Regions from separate parts of the Mus musculus genome. Here region 1 is linked to region 2. Evidence: chromatin contacts called from public HiChIP or PLAC-seq data. All regions are on one chromosome and are shown on one strand. The core of a region is the stretch at or near the end of the contact, and the rest is flanking DNA. Distances in the headings are between cores, read along the strand shown. Region 1 overlaps Jup (junction plakoglobin). Region 2 overlaps Acly (ATP citrate lyase).

Evidence for each region. HiChIP or PLAC-seq counts read pairs in DNA pulled down with a chosen protein or histone mark.
Region 1: an H3K27ac HiChIP or PLAC-seq map of embryonic stem cells shows a contact between it and region 2, with 17 read pairs. The contact joins two enhancer-like sites. A contact is called at or near these places in 2 of 39 promoter capture datasets (hippocampal neurons and liver), 3 of 15 datasets of contacts at CTCF or cohesin (the NIH/3T3 cell line, large pre-B cells and pro-B cells), 103 of 484 Hi-C or Micro-C datasets (the 4T1 cell line, the AML12 cell line, B cells and 55 more), 13 of 115 datasets of contacts at active chromatin or transcription factors (acute myeloid leukemia, bone marrow-derived dendritic cells, differentiating embryonic stem cells and 7 more) and 3 of 9 other capture datasets (adipose tissue, liver and pancreatic islet).

The regions. Positions count from the first base shown.
Region 1 is chr11:100,374,989-100,377,688 of GRCm38.p6, reverse strand. Jup (junction plakoglobin) reads left to right here. Exons shown (of 14, transcript NM_010593.2): 9 at 691-966. Among named protein-coding and RNA genes, the nearest start is that of Hap1, 20 kb to the right of the region's middle. Within about 2 kb of position 1,443, at least 33 of the 459 cell types and tissues checked have an H3K27ac peak or open chromatin away from gene starts, as enhancers often do. A contact at or near this core is called in embryonic stem cells, where this site is marked.
Region 2 is chr11:100,492,496-100,495,195 of GRCm38.p6, reverse strand. It overlaps Acly (ATP citrate lyase), which reads left to right. Exons shown (of 28, transcript NM_134037.3): 17 at 1,116-1,312; 18 at 1,578-1,659; 19 at 2,581-2,691. Among named protein-coding and RNA genes, the nearest start is that of Mir7116, 15 kb to the right of the region's middle. Within about 2 kb of position 1,260, at least 20 of the 459 cell types and tissues checked have an H3K27ac peak or open chromatin away from gene starts, as enhancers often do. A contact at or near this core is called in embryonic stem cells, where this site is marked.

The DNA of each region.
Region 1 (2,700 bases), core at 194-2,693, 120 kb after region 2:
ACAGGGTCTCACTCTATAGCTCTGATGGTCCTGGAGTTCTGTAGACCAGGCTGGCCTCGAACTCACAGAGATTCTTCTGCCTCTGCCTCCCGAGTACGGGGGATTGAAGGTGTTTGTCACCATTCCTGACTCTGGCTATTTTTTGAAACAAGGACCCTGAGATGTAACCCAGGCTGTCCTTAGACTTTCAATCCTCCTGCCTCAGGCTCCTGACTGCTGAGAATACTATAGACATGTCCCACCTTAGCAATCTAGTTCCTTTATTACTATTATTATTATTAAAAAAAAAAGTACAGTCTCAGGTATCCCAAGCTAACCTCAGATTGTAGCCAAGGTTCGCCTTGATCCTCCTGCCTCAGCCTCTCCCTACTTGCTGGGGTAAGTTCTGTGCCATCACACCCACTCTGTGCGGTGCTGGGTATCCAACCCTTTGTGTGTCCTAACTGAGCTAAAGCCCCAACCTTAGCTCTAGATTCCTTCAGTTCTGTGCCTACAGCCCCGCCCACAAGCCCCCAGTTCCGTTCCAGGAGTAGCCAGGATGCTCCTGACTCTGCGGTTGTTGCTGAAGTGGGACTCAGATTCAGAAGAGATGACAGGAAGGACAAAATACCTAAAGCCGGGGATCAGGGATCCTCCAGATGTTTAAGGACTACCCGCCCCTCCACTCATCACTGCCTCCTTTCTTGCCAGGCAACTATTGGCCTGATCCGGAACCTGGCTCTGTGCCCAGCCAACCATGCCCCTCTGCAGGAGGCCGCGGTCATTCCCCGCCTCGTCCAGCTGTTGGTCAAGGCCCACCAGGACGCCCAGCGCCATGTGGCTGCAGGCACCCAGCAGCCCTACACGGATGGTGTGAGGATGGAGGAGATCGTGGAAGGCTGCACCGGAGCCCTGCACATCCTCGCCCGGGATCCCATGAACCGCATGGAGATCTTCCGGCTCAACACCATTCCCCTGTTTGTCCAGGTGAGTCCGGTACAGATGGGCAGATCTGTCCCCAGGTGCTGCTGAGGGGTTTGGAATGTGTGGGCCAGGAGTAGTCTAGGTCTGTGTAGAGAAGGGTGGATAAGTGGCTTTCCGAACTTAGATCACGAGAGCCTTCTTGAAGTGCAGCCACATGCAGACATGAAGAGCATCTGCAGATTCAAGAAACAGGAAAGGGACAAACATGGAACCTAGGAGCCAGCGCCTCAGCACACCGGAGCTCATTAACACTGGGTCCTAACAGTGTGGTGCTCACAGAGTCAACAAGTGGCTCCCAGGTGGCTCATAAGCAGAATGCTCGGCCCAGGAATTTACAGAAATGAAATTTAGCTCCCAGTGAGAGGCCATTTTCCACTGTCAAATTGGCCAGCTTGAGGGTTGGATAAACTGAGCGTCTTGGGTCTCGCCTACTTGGGGGAAGGGCAGTCTGGGAGCTATCCTTTGGCCTGGAATTCAGATGGGACTCTCTCTTGGGGAAAATCATTTAGCATAACTGAACCGAGATAACTACTGCAGACACAGCTGTTAAAAACAAGCCCTTTGTCTAATGGTGAGGAAGTAGTTTTGAAGGAAACCACTGGGTGTGGTGGTACATGCTTCTCATTCCAGCTCTGAGGAGCGGAGGCAGGAGGATTAGCCATGCAAGACCAGCCTTGGATATACTCAGTGAGCTCAAGGCTAGCCTGGGTTATCTTTGACTTTAAAAATAATCTGGTGGCGCATGCCTTTAATCCCAGCACTTGGGAGGCAGAGACAGGTGGATTTCTGAGTTTGAGGCCAGCCTGGTCTACAGAGTGAGTTCCAGGACAGCCAGGGCTATACAGAGAAACCCTGAAAAACCAAAAAAAAAAAAAAAAATCTAAAGAATGGCAGTGTGTGATATTGCCCTGGGGAGGCTGAGACTGGGGCATTGAGAGACAGTTCTAGGGTAGCCTGGGCTAATAGCAAGACCTTATCTTTTAAACAAAATAGAAGAATGCTTTAATATGTCATACTGCCATGTGCAGTGAGGCCTCACAAATCATGGGATGCATTTGTTTTGCTTTGTGGCCCTGGGGATTGAGTCAGGGCCAAGCTCAGGGGCAAGAACTCTACCCCCAAGCTACATCCCCAGCCCAAGATTTTTTTTTTCCTTTGAAAATATTTTTTATCAGTTTTCAGAGTTAAGGTCTCATCCTGACCTACCTTCAGTGGAATGAACTCATAGGTTTGTAGGACAGACTTTGAACTAATACACAGGAACGTGCCTTATTCTACCATGGCAGGCAGAAATCAGCATTATTGGTGGGGCTGGGAGATGACTGCCAGTGGGGCTTTGCCGTGCATCCTCGAGGAGCTGAGATCAGATTCCCAGCACTCAGGTGCTGCAGCAGCTTTTAACCCGAGCAGCGTGGGAGGAGCGGAGACAGGAGGAGTGAGCCTTGCCAGACCTGGAGCTGCAGGTTCAGAGACAGACCCTGCCTGAAAAATTGAGACGCAACAGAAGGGAACATGTGACTCCAACCTCTGATCATCATACACAAGAACATACACTCAAGTGCACACGTGCCCCAAAACACAGTCACCACGATACACACATATAGAGACACATGCGAACATACCTATAGCGAGATTGGGCACACCTTTAATCCCAGCACTCAGGAGGCAGAGGCAGGTGCAACTCTGTGAGTTTCAGGCCAGCCTGGTCTACAAAGGGAATCCAGGACAGCCAGGGCT
Region 2 (2,700 bases), core at 11-2,510:
CGTCGTCTTCTGGACTTGGCATATAGTACATACACACAAAATAAGCAAAAATACCCAGAGTCATAAAACGAAAATAAATTTAAATAAAAATTTGAAGCTAAGGCTTTGTGTGGTGGTGGTAACATCTTTATTTTCAGTACTTGGGAGCCAGATGCAGGCAGATCTCTTTTCGTTCAAGGATAGTCTCCATAATGATTTTCAGGCTAACTAGGGCTGCATAGTGTGATACTGTCTCAAAAAACAAACAAAAAAAAGTAGGAGCTAGGATTCTTTCTTCCCCACCCTGGTGCTAGAGACTCTCTGAGGACCTCATACGTGCTGGATAGGGATGCTGAAATACCATTTTGTAATGAGTAAAGGATTGTTTGTAATAAGCAAGATGTCATTGTACCTAGAGAAGCCCAGCTGTGTGGCAGGCACATCTTTGCTGGGTGTTGTAACCCATGATGTAAGGGAGAGGACGTACTGTTAAGCAGACTGGTGTAGAACTGAGTATAGAGCCTTGTCTTAGACACACGTCTCGCAGAGTGTCCTAAGGGAGGGAAGAGGTTCTTCATGGGCAGGTGTAATCTTAAACGCGTTCTCACGACCGGCCAGGAAGAACACAACAAACCAGAATCTTCTGCGGCAAAACTTTATTGCTTACATCTTCAGGAGCCAGGAGCGCAAGCCCCAAGCCCCAAAAACGAAAGGCCCCCCCCCCCCCCCCCCGCTTACATCTTTAGGAGCCAGCGCGCCAGAGCGCAGAGCGCAAAAGCGCAAGCAAGAGAGCTCAAGTAAGAGAGAGAATGGCGGAAACCCCGTCCCCTTTTAAGGAGAATTATCCTTCGCCTAGGACGCATCACTCCCTGATTGGCTGCAGCCCATGGCCGAGTAAAGGCAGAGTACATGTAGTGGAAAATTACTCTTGGCACATGCGCAGATTATTTGTTTACCACTTAGAACACAGGATGTCAGCGCCATCTTGTGACGGCGAATGTGGGGGCGGCTCCCAACAGTGTAATCCTTCCAGCCACTTCTCTCCACTTTAGACAGAGGCACAGGGCAGGTAAGGTAGGGTTTCATTGTTCCTCCGGCACCCTGGTTCGCCTTAACTGCTGTTTCTGCCTCTGAAGGTTGGGGGCATTAAGCCTGGATGCTTTAAGATCGGGAATACTGGTGGAATGCTGGACAACATCCTGGCCTCCAAACTGTACCGCCCAGGCAGCGTGGCCTACGTCTCACGTTCAGGAGGCATGTCTAATGAACTCAATAACATCATCTCTCGGACCACAGATGGTGTCTATGAGGGCGTGGCCATCGGCGGGGACAGGTAGGAGCTGGGAATCTTCTACAGTGGAGTTAGTTAGCGGCAGCATCCATGGTGTGTTACTCACTGCCCAAACCCTGAGGCCCTAATGAAGTTGTGTAAGTTTGTTGAGGGGAACTGCTCTTAACGCCCCACACCTATTTCCATTAGCCTGAGCTGCTGAATCTGACACCCATGAACAATCCGTGTATGTAGTGGAGTGCTTCTCACATGCTCCCACACCTCCCCAGGCTGTCCCTTGATCCTCTGTCCTCCCTGCCCCCCACAGGTACCCTGGGTCCACATTCATGGATCACGTGCTGCGCTACCAGGACACTCCAGGAGTCAAGATGATCGTAGTTCTTGGGGAGGTACGTTGTTGTTGCCATTGTTGTTTTTGAGGGAGGGGTCTCCTTTTGATTATAAAGGTAGTCTGGGATTTGCATTTTTAAGAATTCAAGCACCCTGGCACTGTACACCTTAAAGCAATCGTCCTGGTGGTACAGCCGGTAAGATTCTGGGGCTGAGAGTTTGCTCTGTTGGCCGTGAGCAGCAGTGAAGGAGGAACTGTCTCCACTCGCTGGGAAAGACGGCTGGAGCAGTGAGGCCAGCTTCTTTTATAATTTTCATTTTTTTTTTTAATCTTATGTATATGTGCGGTTTTGCCTTTGTGTGTCTGCACACCACGTACACCATGTGTGCCTATGCCTCCTGCCTGCAGCAGTCAGTGAGGTGCCAGTCTCCTGGAAATGGACTCATAGATGTGTGTGATCCACCATTTGGGTGCTAGGAACTGAAGCCCAGTCCTCTAGAAGAGTAGCAAGGGCTGTTAACTGCTGGGGCATCTACCCAACCCCTGGGAGGGCCTCCTTTTTATTTATTTATTTATTTATTTATTTATTTATTTAAAGCTCCAGAAGAGTTCTATAAGCCCATTCCTTACTTGTTCTTCTGGGAGAGGCTCTAATCCTTCGTCATCACAGATTAGAAAGGGACACCCAGGCACGAACGGCCTTAAGACACTGACCGTCCCTTCGTAATTCCTTACATACCTAGGATGAATCTTTCGGGGAGAAGTTAAACTCACTACCTGTTACGTAGCCCAGGTTTGTGTCCTGATTTTGTAGCCGACTTTTATTTCATGGGGTTGTTGTGTTTTTGTGGGGCTCTTTTTTCCTTTCTGCGCATGTGTTACGTGCGCGGTTTTTCCTGTTGTAGGGCCGGTCCTAGGAAAGCTTGAAGCAGCTTCCACTAACTTGTGGGGCTTTTCTCTCCTCCCATTCCCTTTGCAGATAGGGGGCACAGAGGAATATAAGATCTGCCGGGGCATCAAGGAGGGCCGCCTCACCAAGCCAGTGGTCTGCTGGTGTATCGGGACCTGTGCCACCATGTTCTCCTCCGAGGTATGAGTG